2 separate regions of the Sus scrofa genome follow, and region 2 is linked to region 1. A link is a contact called in public Hi-C data. All regions are on one chromosome and are shown on one strand. The core of a region is the stretch at or near the end of the contact, and the rest is flanking DNA. Distances in the headings are between cores, read along the strand shown.

Region 1 (7,928 bases), core at 2,673-5,172:
CCAGGCTAGGGGTTGAATCGGAGCTGTAGCCGCCGGCCTACACCACAGCCATGCAGGATCCGAGCCGCGTCTGCGACCTACATCACAGCTCATGACAACACCAGATTTTTTTTTTTTTTTTTTTTTTTTTTGTCTTTTTGCTATTTCTTTGGGCCGCTCCTGCGGCATATGGAGGTTCCCAGGCTAGGGGTCGAATCGGAGCTGTAGCCGCCAGCCTGCACCAGAGCCACAGCAACACGGGATCCGAGCCGTGTCTGCAACCTACACCACAGCTCACAGCAACGCCGGATCCTTAACCCACTGAGCAAGGCCAGGGATCGAACCTGCAACCTCATGGTTCCTAGTCAGATTTGTTAACCACTGAGCCATGACGGGAACCCCTGTCCCTCCTAACTTTTCCTTTCTTTTCTTTTTCTCTTTTCCCACATGCCCTTTCACCCTGCTCAGTTCCCTGCTCCCCTCTCCTCCCCTCAGCTTAAGCAAGAGACAGATGTTTAAAACTATTAAAGAAGGGAGTTCCCGTTGTGGTGCAGTGGTGGCAAATCCTGCTGGGGGCCATGAGGTTTCAGGTTCAATCCCTGGCCTTGCTCAGTGGGTTAAAGATCTGGCATTGCCTGTGGTACATATAGGTCGCAGATGCAGCTCGGATCTGGTGTTGCTGTGGCTCTCGCGTAGGCCTGCGGCTACAGCTCCAATTGGACCCTTAGCCTGGGAACCTCCATTGCCACAGGTGTGGCCCTAAAAAGACCAAAAAAAAAAAAAAAATCTGTTTTAATAGCACTTTAAACATGGGGCTCTTTGACTGAAAATCAAGTCCATTCTTGATTTTATTTGAAATTGTTGGACATTCATTGCAGCAATATATTTTTGTGTTTTAGTCAATTCTCCAGTGTTCAGGGCTGATTATATGTAAATTTTCTGGCCACGCCCCAGCATATGGAAGTTCCCAGGCCAGGGATCAAACCCGTGCCACAGCAGTAACCTGAGCCACTGCAGTGACAGTGCTGGAACCTTAACCCGCTGCACCACCAGGGAACTCCAGGGATGATCTTATTGTTGGTGATTCATCCAGAGTCCTCGTTCTTTGGGCCACATTGCTAATGGTAAACTGCCGTGAATGCACCTACCAGAGACCATGCAGGCTAAGCGGAGGAGAGGAGATCAATCAGTCCTATTTACAGTTAATCAGCAGCTCTGATGAGAGAAGATATTGAAAATGCTATTATAGCTAAAGATACTTTTTTTTTTTTTTCTTTATAGGGCCGCACTTGTGGCATATGGCGCTTCCCAGGCTAGGGGTCCAATCAGAGCTGTTGCCGCTGGCCTATACCACAGCCACAACAACTCAGGATCTAAGCCACGTCTGCGACCTATACCACAGCTCATGGCAACGCCGGATCCTTAACCCACTGAGCGAGGCCAGGGATTGAACCCACGACCCCATAGTTCCTAGTTGGATTTGTTTCTGCGGTGCCACAATGGGAACTCCAACATATATATTTTTAACTTTGTTGTGTATTTAAGTTATTCTGGCCTTCTCTTACTGTGGTAACTGTGAAACAACAACACATAGTATGCTTTCCTGAGTGCAATGATAACAACAATTCTTTTCTGTAAAAACAAACAAAACAAAAATGACCTGTACCTGCCAGCAGTCACTTCCCATTCCTCCTTCCCCTGAGCCCCTGGCAGCTGCTAATCTATCTTCTGTCTCTATAGATTTGCCTATTCTGGACATTTCATATAATCAGGCTGATACAATATGGTTTTGTGACTGGCTTCTTTTACATAACCTGTTTTCAAGGTCCATGCATGTTGTAGCAAGGATCAATACTTCATTTCTTCTTTTTTTTTTTGCTTTTTAGGGCCACACCCGAGGCATATGGAGGTTCCCAGGTTATGGGTCTAATCGGAGCTGCAGCTGCCAGCCTACGCCACAGCCACAGCAATGCCAGATCCAGGCCTCATCTGTGACCTACACCACGGCTCACAGCAATGCCAGATCACTGACCCACTGAGCAAGGCCAGGGATTGAACCTGCTTTCTCATGGATACTAGTCAGGTTCGTTTCCACTGCCCTACAATGGGACCTCCCAGCACTTCATTTCTTTTTGTTGCTGAATGAGATTTCCAATATATGGATATACTGCATTGTTTTATCCATTCATCAGTAGTTGATGGACACTTGGTTGTTTCCAATGAGTAGTTTTTAAGGAAGCCTGATCTACGTTGAGTTCAATATTATTATAAACGCTATTTCCTGTCTCCTCTCTTCTTGCCATAGAACTCCCCTAGGAAGAGGTATACTCTGTTGCTGCAGTGCAGTATTTTATCTTTTGTTCTCTAAGCATGAAATCAGCTATAGGGGTCTGCAATGATCACAGGAAGGTTCCCCCCCCCCCCCCCCCCCCCCGTCATGAAATTTCCCCCCTGGGCACTTTTTCTTGGTGTTCAGGCAATGTGGCTATTATTGCAAGCCTACCCCCAGTGAGCTTGTTAGAATTCCCTCCCAGCTCTGGATACTGCAGAGAAAGCCTTTCACAACCTCCTGTTTTCAAGCTTATTGATAGCAGATGTTTTTAACCCAGTCATTTAAAGGAAATGATTGCCTTGTCCCGGCCTAGGGATGAAGTAAATGACCATACTTGATGGGTTACTTGCGGAGAAGAGGCAGCATTGTATGTGAGGAGAGCAAAAATGATGACCAAGGAGTTCTTTTAAGAAACCACATTACTCAGCCAATCAGCCTGCAAGTATTCAGCCCTCGTGTGGTCCTGGCCCTGCATCAGACTTTGTTGGGGATACTGCACATCACTTACTTTTAAAGACCTCATGGGAGTTCCCGTCATGGCTCAGCGGTTAATGAATCTGACTAGGAATCATGAGGTTGAGAGTTTGATCCCTGGCCTCGCTCAGTGGGTTAAGGATCCAGTGTTGCCGTGAGCTGTGGTGTAGGTTGCAGATGCAGCTCAGATCTGGTGGTGTTGTGGCTGTGGTGTAGGCTGGCGGCTGAAGCTCCGATTACGCCCCTAGCCTGGAAACATCCATATGCCACAGGTGTGGCCCTAAAAAGACAAAAATAAAGACCTCATGGCCTGAAGGAAGGCTATGAAATATCATGGTAAAAGGTGACTCCCCCCCAAAAAAAGAAATGTGTATGTATGGATGATTGAGTCACTTTGCTATACAGCAGAAATTGGCATAACATTGTAAATCAACTATACTTTAACAAAAAAAATTTTTAAGGCGTTCCCATAGTAGCGCAGCAAAAATGAATCCTACTAGAAACCATGAGGTTGTGGGTTTGATCCCTCAGTGGGTTAAGGATCCGGCATTGCCACGAGCTGTGGCATGTGGCTCGGATCCTGTGTTGCTGTGGCTGTGGCACAGGCCGGCAGCTGTAGCTCTGATTAGACCCCTAGCCTGGGAACCTCCATATGCTGTGGGTGCGGTCCTAAAAAAAAAAAAAAAAAAATTAAATGATCAAAAGGCCCCAGTTTCTATAGTATAGACAAGAAAATTGCTTTGCACATAGAAAAGAAGCAAATGTTATGCCAGCGAGACCAAAAGTCTAAACTCTTGAAAGGGAACAATAACTGCCAATAAGAGAAGTGTAAAGCAACTACACCTCTGGTTCATTTACTAGGAAATGAATAAGAAACTGTTACAGAACCAGACTCGGGTCTGCTTGCCCATTCGATGAAACCAATCTCCACACACTAGGTTGTGGTGAAGGAAAGCAGTCTTTATTGGAGGGTGCTGAGCAAAGAGACAAGGGAGCCAATGCTTAAAAAGCCCAAACTCCCTAAAGGCTTGCAAAAAAAAAAAAAGCTTTTTAAAGGCAGGGTGAGGGAGGGGGGTGTGGCGTGCATGATCAGCTCATGTACATTCTTCTGATTGGTTGGTGGTGAGGTAATTGGGATTTAGCATCATCAACCTTCCGGTTCCAACTGATCTGGGGACGAAGTGCTTGTGGGCAGCAGACAGTTAACTTCTTCCACCTGGTGGGGGTTTCTGTATCTGCAAAAATGAGGCAGAATTGACTCAGGAGAGTTAAGCGTCTCTTTTATTGAAAGTTCTCCCCATATTGTGAGCTCTCAGCATCAGCGGAGCCATAAAAGCTTGGAGATTAACAAACATACCTAAGTATTTCTAGCATTTTTCCTTTTATAAGGCAGGGGAGTAGCCTTTGGGGGACAAGCAAACACCATCTAGGAAATAAAATTTGTATGTAAACAATGCTTTGCCAGCTTTCTTCTTAAGGAAGAAAATGTCAGAGAGTCATCAGTGGAGACTGAATACTCAGTTCAAACAGGGGCATAGATGCTTGGGAATAGCCATAGCTTGGCTAACTGGCTAATGAGAGTAACTGTGCAATGTTTTAAACACAGAAGAAGGTAATATCATCATCATTACCATCATGAGGTAATACAGCTTTTTCAGAAGAAACTTTTTTTTTTTTTGCTATTTTAGGGCAGCACATGGAGGTTCCCAGGCTAGGGGTCAAATCAGACTTGTAGCTCCTGGCCTATGCCATAGCCACCCCAGATACTTAACCCACTGAGCGAGGCCAGGGATTGAACCCACAACCTCATGGTCCCTAGTCGGATTCGTTTCTGCTGTGCCACAAAGGGAACTCCAGAAGTGAGTAACTTTTGATGTTTGTTTCAAAAACACTATAAATTAAGCTCTCAAGGAAAAATATTCAACTGACATAAGGCATCTCTGCTATCTAAGCAGATTACATGGGAAGTAAATAATTTTTTACTGCTTTTAGTGAAAAGCACAGTGAAAATTCCAAGGCCAAATTTGAACCAGATATCTTCTCTTTATCACATGTAATTTATTTTTACTTATTTTGACATTTCTATCTGTATATATATTTAAACATACACCAAAAAAAAAACCCACATACAATTATCAAGTTAGATCACAATCTTAGCTTTAAAATATTATTAACCTTACCTCACAAGACAAAGTATAATGTATACTAAATTGACATACTCCTTTACTGGTACTTTTTTTAAAAAGGTAAAAATCTTGGTGACTCTGTACTTCTCTACCTCTCCACGAATTTTTTTTTTTTTTTTTTTTTTTTTTTTGGTGTTTTTGCCTTTTCTAGGGCCGCTCCTGCAGCATATGGAGGTTCCTAGGCTAGGGGTCTAATTGGAGCTGTAGCCACCGGCCTACGCCAGAGCCACATCAATGCGGGGATCCGAGCCGTGTCTGCAACCTACACCACAGCTCACGGCAACGCCAGATCGTTAACCCACTGAGCAAGGGCAGGAATCGAACCCGCAACCTCATGGTTCCTAGTCGGATTCCTTAACCACTGCGCCACAACGGGAACTCCACTGCACCATGACGGGAACTCCACGAATTTTAATATTCTTAAAAATATTCCGGGACTTCCTGTTGTGATACAGCAGGTTAAGGATCTGGTGTCATCACTGCAGCCACTTGGGTTCGGTCTCTGGCCTGGGAATGTCCACATTCCACTGGCATGGGGAAAAAAAGAAAGCAAAAAGGAGTGGGGGGAGAGTTCCTGTTGTGACTCAGCGGGTTACAAATGCAACTAGTATCCATGAGGATACGGATTCGATTCTTGGCCCTGCTCCATGAGTTAAGGATCTAGCGTTGCTGGAAGCTATGGAGTAGGTCATAGAGATGCAGCCTGGATCTACCAATGCCATGGCTGTGGCATAGGCCAGCAGTGCTAGCTCTGATTCGAACCCTAGCCTGGGAACTTCCAGATGCTTCAAGGACGGTCCTAAAAAGCAAAAAAAAGAAAAGAGGAGTTCCCCTCGTGGCGCAGTAGTTAACCAACCCAACTAGGTAACCATGAGGTTGCGGGTTCGATCCCTGCCCTTGCCCAGTGGGTTAAAGATCTGGCGTTGCCTGGAGCTGTGGTGTGGGTCACAGATGCTGCTTGGATCCCACGTTGCTGTGGCTCTGGCATGGGCCGTTGGCTACAGCTCCGATTCGACCCCTAGCCTGAGAACCTCCATATGCCACGGGAGTGGCCCCAGAAAAGGCAAAAAACCAAAAAAAAAAAAAGCTGAAGTAATGAAATCTGAAGGGTTTGAAACATTATTTAAGTGTCGCAAGAACCAATCCATTTCTTTCCTTCTTCGTTAACACATTTGTGGTCATAATTCAATTTAATTGAACACACATGTTTACATTCTCAAATATTTTGTTGAAACAAGGATAATTTGTCTAACCTGTATAACCTGTAAAATTGGTCCTAAGGGGGAGGGGGTTGGGGGAGGGATAGAGTGGGAGGTTGGAGTTAGCAGATGTAAGCCGTTATATATAGAATGGATAAACAACAGCTCCTGTACAGCACAGGGAACTGTATGTAATATCCCATGATAAACCATAATGGAAAAGAACATTAAAAAGGAATGTACATATATGTATAACAGAATCACTTTGCTGTGCAACAGAAATTAACACATTGTAAGTCAGCTATACTTCAATTTAAAAAAAAAAAAATTACTGCCTGGAGGGTGGGGGGGGAAGGGAGTGGGAGGGATCGGGAGCTTGGGGTTAACAGATGCAAACTATTGCTCTTGGAATGGATTTACAATGAGATCCTGCTGTGTAGCATTGAGAACTGTGTCTAGATACTTAACATCGCAACAACGGGAGGAAAAAGTATGTATACGTGTACGTGTACCTTGGTCCCCATGCTGTACAGTGGAAAATAAATAAATAAATAGAAATTAAAACTCAAAAAAAAAAAAATTAGTTTCCCATAGTGGTTCAGCGGTAATGAACTTGGCTAGTATCCATGACAACACAGGTCCGATCCCTGGCCTTGCTCAGTGGGTCGAGGATCCGGCGTTGCCGTGAGCTGTGGTGTAGGTCGCAGACCCAGCTCGGATCTGGCGTTACTGTGGCTGTGGTGTGGGCCGGTGGCTAGAGCTCCTATTCGACCCCTAGCCTGGGAACTTCCATAGGCCACAGATGCAGCCCTAAAAAGACAAAAATAAATAAATAAATAGAAAAGTCCGATTAGCTAGGTTTTCCAAAGAAAACAAAACAAAAAAATCCCCAAATCTTCCCTAAAACGAGTTGTACAATTATATTACATGCCACACTGTGATAAAATCAGGATGAAGCATACAGCTGATTTTAAACCAAAATTACGAAATCTTATCTGTTCAGGATTCACCTCTATTAAGACTGTGCACGTGGATCCAGATATAAGTCCCCTTTCGTTTATCAAATATTCAAAATACTTCAGAGAAGTTTTTAATGACTGTGTATTGACTGTTTTCTAATTTTCAGTATTTGTCTTCAAAATGCTTTTGTATTTGAGGCCTTGATCCTGGACAGACTGCCCCTCCCAGGACTAGCTAATTCCTAGAGAGCAACTCCCACCCCCAAGCCCATATATCACACCTTTGATATACAAACTAACCCAGAGCCCACACCCCCAACCATCTCTTTTAGCAAATTGTCACATACCAAGTCAGTATTCCCCTGGCACTAAGTCACCTCAAGCCTAGATAGCAGACAATTAGGGACCACATTCTCAGCCCAGAGCCCATCAAAATCAAGCGATCTAGGAGTTCCCGTCGTGGCGCAGTGGTTAACGAATCCAACTAGGAACCATGAGGTTGCGGCTTTGGTCCCTGTCCTTGCTCAGTGGGTTAACAATCTGGCGTTGCCGTGAGCTGTGGTGTAGGTTGCAGATGCGGCTCGGATCCCATGTTGCTGTGGCTCTGGCGTAGGCTGGTGGCTACAGCTCCGATTGGACCCCTAGCCTGGGAACCTCCATATGGAGCGGCCCAAGAAATAGCAAAAAGACAAAAAAAAAAAAAAAAAAATCAAGCAATCTAATTCTAAGCTGACTCAACAAACCTATCCTCTTTCGCCCATTCCTTCCCTGAAGACCCCAGTAAAAGCTATGTGTCATC
Region 2 (7,928 bases), core at 2,971-5,470, 160 kb before region 1:
CTAATAATTGAGACCCCCTTCTCACATTTCTCCCTCTTTTTGGTTCTTTTTCTTTAGCCCAGGTGCTCTAATCCTTGCTGTCTCATCAATATTTCTGGGAGGATGATGGGGGAGGAAAAAGATTTATTAAGTTACCAACCCACATTAGTATGAATTGGATCAATATAGTTCTTCTACTAGGAGCTTTTTCACTTATAAGAGGATGTATCAAAAGGAAAAATCACCCCCCAAAGACTTTGGCAGTTAAATCAACAGGGACACATCTTGTGTCTCACCTCTTAGGCGCCCATGTCAAAACCCCTACTATGGTACACCTCAAATTAATACAAGGTTATAAATCAACTATACTTCAATTAAAAAAAAAAAAAAGGAAAGAGGAGTTCCTGTTGTGGCTCAGTGGGTTAAGAACACAACACTGTCTCTGTGAGGAGCTGAGTTCAATCCCTGGCCTTGCTCAGTGGGTTAAGAACACAACACTGAAAATAAAATTAAAAAGAAAAAAAATAAAAGAGTCATCAAAACCATAAAATGTGGGCAAGGGATGTTAGGAAGTAAATAACCCTTTTTGTTTGTTCGTATGTTTCTCTTCTTAATTTTAATATAGTAATGAAGTGTTTGAACTTACAGGACCATCAGGCTAAAACACACAATTATGGGAAGGGGTTAGCATATTTAAAAAACAGGGCAACCACAAGCCAAAACCAAATATTACATTTGCAAAAAATGAAAAAAAAAATACACTCAAGCAGATAACAACAGGAGACCATCCAACCAAAAAAAAAAAAAAAAAAAAAAAGAAAGGAAGAATGGAGAACCACAGAATCAACTAGAACACGAGGTTCAAATGGCAATAAATAATCATCTATCAATTATCACCTTAAATGTCAATGGACTGAATGCCCCAATCAAAAGACACAGAGTGGCTGAGTGGATAAAAAGGCAAAAACCTTCAATATGCTGCCTACAAGAAACTCACCTTAGGACAAAAGATACATATAGATTGAAAGTGAAAGGGTGGGGAAAAATATTTCACGCCAATAGACAAGACAGAAAAGCAGGAGTCGCAACACTCATATCAGACAAAATAGACTTTAAAACAAAAGACATAAGGAAAGACAAAGAAGGACACTATTTAATGATTAAGGGATCCATCCAAGGAGAGGATGTTACTATCATCAACATATATGCCCCAAATATAGGAGCACCCAGATACATACAACAAATATTAACAGACATAAAGGGAGATATTGATGAGAATACAATCATAGTAGGAGACCTAAATACCCCCCTCACATCAATGGACAGATCCTCCAAGGAAAGATACCTCCTACTCCATTCTCTGCTCCTCCTCCTGCGGGGGCAATGATCCCACCTCCTCCCAGTCTCCCGGGTCCTCCTCGTCCTGGTATGATGCCAGCACCCCACATGGGGGGCCCTCCCATGATGCCAATGATGGGCCCCCCTCCTCCTGGGATGATGCCCGTGGGACCTGCTCCTGGAATGAGGCCGCCTATGGGAGGCCACATGCCAATGATGCCTGGGCCCCCAATGATGAGACCTCCCACCCGCCCCTTGATGGTGCCCACTCGGCCAGGAATGACTCGGCCAGACAGATAAGGAGACTGGGGAGCCTCTTTGTATCAGCTTTATGTTACTTGTTCTGCTTCACCAGGAGATCATGGTACTGTGACTCTGGGTGTTTTCCAACAGCATGACAAGGAAGACTCCTCCCCCTTCCTATCAAAGAGAGAGTAGTTTTGGAGGGGAGTAGTGGGACAAAAAGCAATTTTCATTTGTATTGTGAAATGTGAAAATAAAATTGTCAACTCTTTTAGTTAAAAAAAAAAAAAGAACACAACACTGTCTCTGTGAGGAGCTGAGTTCAATTCCTGGCCTTGCTCAGTGGGTTAAGGATCCAGCATTGCTGAAAGCTGCAGGACAGCTCACAGATACACCTCGGATCCAGTGTGGCTGTGGCTGTGGTGCAGGCCAGCAGCTGTGACTTTGATTCGACCCTTAGCCCAGGAACTTCCATATGCTGCAGGTCTGGCAATAAAAAAGAAAAAAAAAAAGTTCAAAAAAAGGAAAGAAAAAAGAAAAAAAATCCCTCCTAGGGTGTTTTAGGCATTGCTGTAGTGAGTGGGGAGATATAAATACAAATTCACCTCTGGGCCCCACAAGTAAAGAATGACTTGGGGAAGAGCCCCTGGATCCTAAAGCTGACAGGACAGCTAGCACTTTGGTCTCCTTGACTTTGGCTTGGAAGGGACAAGTGCGGGGTGCCCCTTTCCTCACCCTTGCCCTTATCTCCTTCCTCTGCTTGGAGCCGGAACGTGCTGGGAAGCTTACAAGCAAATGCATCAGAAAACTCTGGAGGTGGCGGCTGGAAGGAAGATGGCTCACGTGCAGTATCAACAGACGATATTAAGCTTGAGTCATCAGTGCTAATTTGGGGCGCCATGCTTCCAGCTGTGCATGCTCAGCCACTCGGCCCCACCCAGTCAGACATGGGCACAATGAATCACAGACCCTTGGTTAGCATGAGTGAGTGTGTATGCTTATCTGTGTACATGCTGGTTGGGTGACTGACGTCAGGGTGTCCATATCCTTCAAGGGGGCAGCGAGAGCACGGATCAAATGTCTCATTTGCCTTCGGATGCTCAAAAGTGCCTCCCTGGCATGGGGCCTCACACACTGAACCATGCAAAAAGGATTTGTGGAAGAGGTGAAAGAACTTCTATGGAAGTCAGCTAGACTCAGCTTTATACAAAGAGATGTTGTTGAGAAGAGACTGGAAGTTCTAACATCTTAAGGGTGGCCCAGGGAGAAATATGGCCATTTAAGGAAAGCCATTGTGCAGAGTCCCCATTGTGGTGCAGGGGAAACGATTCCAACTAGGAACCATAAGGTTGTGGGTTCAATCCCTGGCCTCACTCAGTGGGTTAAGGTTCTGGCGTTGCCATGAGCTGTGGTGTAGGTTGCAGATGCGGCTGGGATCTGGCATTGCTGTGGCTGTGGGCTAGGCCGACAGCTATAGCTCCCATTAGACCCCTAGCCTGGGAACCTCCATATGCTGTGGGTGCGGCCCTAAAAAGACAAAAGGCAAAGAAATAAACACATACAAAAATTAAAGCCATTGTGGTAAGGCTCTCAGCAGGAGCCTAAGCTGCAGCCAGATCAGAGCCTCGTAGGCGGGTTGGCGGGTGAACCTCCCAGGAGAAAGAAGCCTCCTGCACATGAACTTATCCCACGTCAAAGGGGACCATGCAGGCCAACCCGGCCCCATGAATAAGCCTCCGTCATCAGTGGGGGGTTGTGGCTCCAGAGACGGCACAACGTCTGCCACTTGGCTTTGACCCCAGATCAGCTCGACACGTCCTTGGCTTTGACCCCAGATCAGCTCGACACGTCGACATTAAGCAAGTCACCTGGTCATGCTCACTCAAGGGACAGCGCAGCTTAGAGCTCAGGTTCTGAGGTCACCATAGACCGGGTCTAAGTCCTGGCTCTACCTTTGGGCAGCAGACTTCCGTTTCCTAAGCTATCAAATGAGTAGTACCCACCATATTGCAGTGAGGATGAAATGAGATGCATGTCAGTCATGGAGCACCATGCCTGGCACCAGAAAACCAATGAGTGACGGTCATTGTCACCATCAAAACTGACCCTAACAGAGTAGCTAAGTTTCTTCCAGTCCTCAGGGTCCTTAACAGTTCTTTGACTATGACCTTAATTTCCAGAACAAGGAAACTGAATAACAAAAGCGGTCAAATGAGTTTTCAGAAGGAGGCCTAAGGATGAAGGCATTTATCTCCTGGAGGTCGAGACGATGTCCTCCTAAGAAGTATCATTTCTTTACCACGCTCACACTGTGTGTCACTAGCTCCCACCGCTGGGACCAAAGGAGTTTGCCCTCTGAAATTTACAAATTTGTGGATCTAAACCAAACCCACAAATCTGCTCTGGGAATGCATGTTTAGAACAGACATGAATCACAGCCCTGGGCTGTTTCTTTGTCTTGGAACATTTTCCATGAAAGTATTCTTTTCACTTTGCTGAAGGACAGGATGTTCCAAATCAGTGAATCACTTTTATTTATAAAATGGAAGGGATGAATGACATCAATGAAATTGGTAGACAACGGATCTCCAAAAACTACAGCCACAGAGCTCAGGAATTTCAGACATTAGGCTAAAAGCTGGAGGACTGGCTGAGCATCTTCTCCGCAGGTCCCTACCCACCTCATCTGCAGTAGTCAGGTAGCCACCCTTCCCTCATCCCTGTAGGAGATGGAAGGTTTCATTTCCCGCGAGGCTGCACCAGAGATCTGTACCCAGGAGCCTGGGCAGTGTGAGGACAGGGACCTTTACTGAAAACAGGAATTTGGGGGGTTCCCCTTTTGGCTCATTGGGTTAGAACTCTGACTAGTATCTATGAGGACACGGGTTCGATCCCTGGCCTCGCTCACTGGGTGAAAGGATCTGGCATTGGCGTGAGCTGCGGTGTAGATCGAAGACGCAGCCCAGATCTGGCACTATGGCTGTGGTATAGGCCGGCAGCTGTATCTCTGATTTGACCCCTAGCCTGGGAACCTCCATATGCTGTGGGTGCAGCCTGTAAAGACAGGGGGGAAAAAAAGGAAAGGAAGAAAACGGGAGTTTCTAGACATACAGGTGGCCAGCAGGCACATGAAAAGACGCTAATCACTAATTATTAGAGAAATGCAAATCAAAACCACAATGAGGTATCACCTCATACAGGTCAGAATGGCTATCATCATGAAGTCTACAAACAGTAAATTCTAGAGAGGGTGTGGAGAAAAAGGAACCCTCCTTCACTGTTGGCAGGAATGTAAATTGATGTAGCCACTATGGAAAACAGTATGGAAGTCCCTTAAAAACTAAAAATAGGGAGTTCCCCAGTGGTCTAATGGTTAAGATTTGGTGCTTTTGCCCCTGCAGCCTGGGTTCAACCCCAAGCTGCTACATGCCATGGCCAAAAAAATAAAAATAAAAAATGTTTTGAAATCAAAAAGAACTAAAAATAAGCTACCATATGATCTACCAACCCTATTCCTGAGCATATATCTAGAAAAGATGATTAATTTGAAAAGATACATGCATCCTGATGTTCACAGCAGCACTATTTTGCCAAACATGGAAACAACTCTAACGCCCATCAACAGATGAATGGATAAAGAAGGTGTGGTACAGATGTTCCCTGGTGGCACAAGGGATTAAGTATCTGGTATTGTTGCATGTATGGTGCAGGCCACGGCTACAGCTCGGGTTTGATCCCTGGCCAAGGAACTTCCACATGCTGAGGGTATGACCAAAAAAAAAGATGTGGTGTGGTTTATATATAATGGAATATTACTCAGCCATAAAAAAGAATGAAAACTGTTATTTGCAGCAACATGGATGGAACTAGAGATTATAATACTTTATTTTTTAATACAGCTGCACCTGCTGCATATGGAAGTTCCTTGGCTAGAGGTCTAATGGGAGCTGGAGCTACAAGTCTATGCCACAGCCATGGCAACACCAGATCCAAGCTGTACCTGTGAACTCTGCTACAGCTTGTGGCAATGCCAGATTCTTAACCCACTGAGTGAGTCCAAGGATTGAACCCACATCCTCACAGAGACAACGCCAGTTCCTTAACCCACAGAGCCACAACAGAAACTCCTGAGATTATCATGCTAATTGAAGGAAGTCAGACAGAGAAAGACAAATACTATACATTACCTTACATGTGGCATCTAGAAAACAGTACAAGTGAATCTATATACAAAACAGAAACAGACTCACAGGCATAGAAAACAATCTTATGGTTACCAAAGGAGAGAGGAGGGAGAAGGATAAATTAGGAGTGTGTGATTAACACACACAAACTACTGCACATAAAATAGGTAAGCAACAAGGATTTACTATATAGCACAGTGCCTATATTCAATCTTGTAATAACCTATAATGGAAAATGATCTGAAAAAAATACATATAACAGAAGCATGTTGCTGTACACCTGCAACTAACACAATATTGTAAATCAATTATACTACAGTTTTAAAAATGGAGAAAGAACTATACAACAAATGTTGAGACACCACCCCCCAGCCCAGCCCCTTCCCTACTCAATTACCAGAACACCAGCAACTAGCCCCACACTAGCAACTGCCTGTACCCCAGGCAGGAGGCTGAGGAGTCATTCTGAAGTACATGACGTGATCAAGAGAAAGCCTAACTGATGCAAACATTTATGAGCTACACAGAGGAAAAGCCAGTCCTCATCTCATTAGTCTATTGTGAAGTTCACCTGGAAATCATCCCCACCTGCATTAGTTTCCTGTTGCTACCATAACAAATTACCATAAATTTGGTGGCTTAAAACAACAGAATTTTATTTTATTATTACCATTATTTTTGTCTTCTTTTGCCTTTTCTAGGGCCGGGCCCGCAACATATGGAGATTCCCAGGCGAGGGGTCTAATCAGAGCCATAGCCACAGGCACAGCAACGCGGGATCCGAGCTGCGTCTGCAACCTACACCACAGCTCGCGGCAACGCCGGATCCTCAACCCACTGAGCAAGGCCAGGGATCAAACCCGCAACCTCATGGTTCCTAGTCGGATTCGTTAACCACTGCGCCACGACAGGAACTCCTTGAAACAACAGAATTTTATTGTCTCATAGTCCTAGAGGCCAGAAGTCCCAAATCAGTTACACTGAGCTGAAATCAAGGTGTTGGGAAGCTGTGGTCCCTAAGATTAGGATTAGATTAGGATTCCCTTAAGACCCACCCCCGGCCCCTCCCAGTTCCTGGTGGCACAGCCTTCCTTGGCTTGTGTTCTTAAAAGTGTCCTTTTAAGAGGGAAACAGAGGAAATTTGAGAAGGGAGGAAAAGGCAGTGTGACCAGGAGGTGGAGATTGGAGGGAAAAGAAAAAAAAAAAAAAAAAAGAAAAAAAATTTCACCTTTATTGGCTATCTGAATTTCTTATTTTATGAATTGTTCATTCACTGCCTTTATCTGTTTTACTTTTTCTTTTCCTTTTTACAGCCACACCTGCAGCATATGGAAGTTCCCAGGCTAGGGGTCGAATCAGAGTTGTAGCTGCCAGCCACAGTCGCAGCCACAGCAATGTCCTCATGAATGCTAGCCATGACGGGAACTCCCATTGCCTTTATCTCTTAAAATGTGTTATCTCTGGAAAAGATGCTTTATCCTAAAATTAGATATATGCTAATATATTTTCTCCTGATTTTATAGTTTCAAAAGTATTTAATTCTTTAATTAACATGGACATTATTTTAACATGTAGTATAAAGAATCTATTTTTTCCAAGTTAATCAACTATCTAGCATGAAATATTTCTTCCTTTCTCCCTACTGATTTGTCATACCATCTTTACCAAATATAAAAATCTTATATATTCTAGAGCCTTTGAGCTCTGTTTTGTTGTTGTTGTTGTTGTTTGTTTTTTTTTTTAGGGCCATACCTGCGGCACATGGAAGTTCCCAGGCTAGGGGTCAAGTTGGAACTGCAGTTGCTGGCCTATACCACAGCCACAGCAACACTGGATCCAAGCCATGTCCACAGTCCACACCACAGCTCACAGCAATGTCAAATCCTCAACCCACTGAGCGAGGCCAGGGATCAAACCGCATCCTCATGGATACTAGTTGGGTTCGTAACCTGCTGAGCCACGGTGGGAACTCCCTGAGCTCAGCTACCTATCTTCTTTCTGATGTTTGCTGTTACGTCCTTCCCCACAGGTTTCTATTTACAAATAAATAACTATAGTCCATTAAAGCACCCCAAAATAACCATATTTTCTCATTCCTTCTTTTTTAATTTTTGGCATCCTACTGATTACTTCTCGGAAAGAGTTCATTTCTGTCAAACACAGGTCCATGTATTTGAAAACTTT

The links. A called contact is a pair of places that touch in the nucleus more often than the background predicts.
Region 2: a Hi-C map of fibroblasts shows a contact between it and region 1, with 2.6 times the contacts expected there. The contact joins two enhancer-like sites. A contact is called at or near these places in 1 of 47 Hi-C or Micro-C datasets (fibroblasts) and 1 of 2 datasets of contacts at active chromatin or transcription factors (alveolar macrophages).

Annotation. Positions count from the first base shown.
Region 1 is chr3:93,253,100-93,261,027 of Sscrofa11.1, reverse strand. No RefSeq gene overlaps it. Among named protein-coding and RNA genes, the nearest start is that of EPCAM, 72 kb to the right of the region's middle. Within about 2 kb of position 3,922, at least 30 of the 83 cell types and tissues checked have an H3K27ac peak or open chromatin away from gene starts, as enhancers often do.
Region 2 is chr3:93,413,638-93,421,565 of Sscrofa11.1, reverse strand. All of the region lies in intron 5 of STPG4, which reads right to left. Among named protein-coding and RNA genes, the nearest start is that of STPG4, 31 kb to the right of the region's middle. Within about 2 kb of position 4,220, at least 6 of the 83 cell types and tissues checked have an H3K27ac peak or open chromatin away from gene starts, as enhancers often do.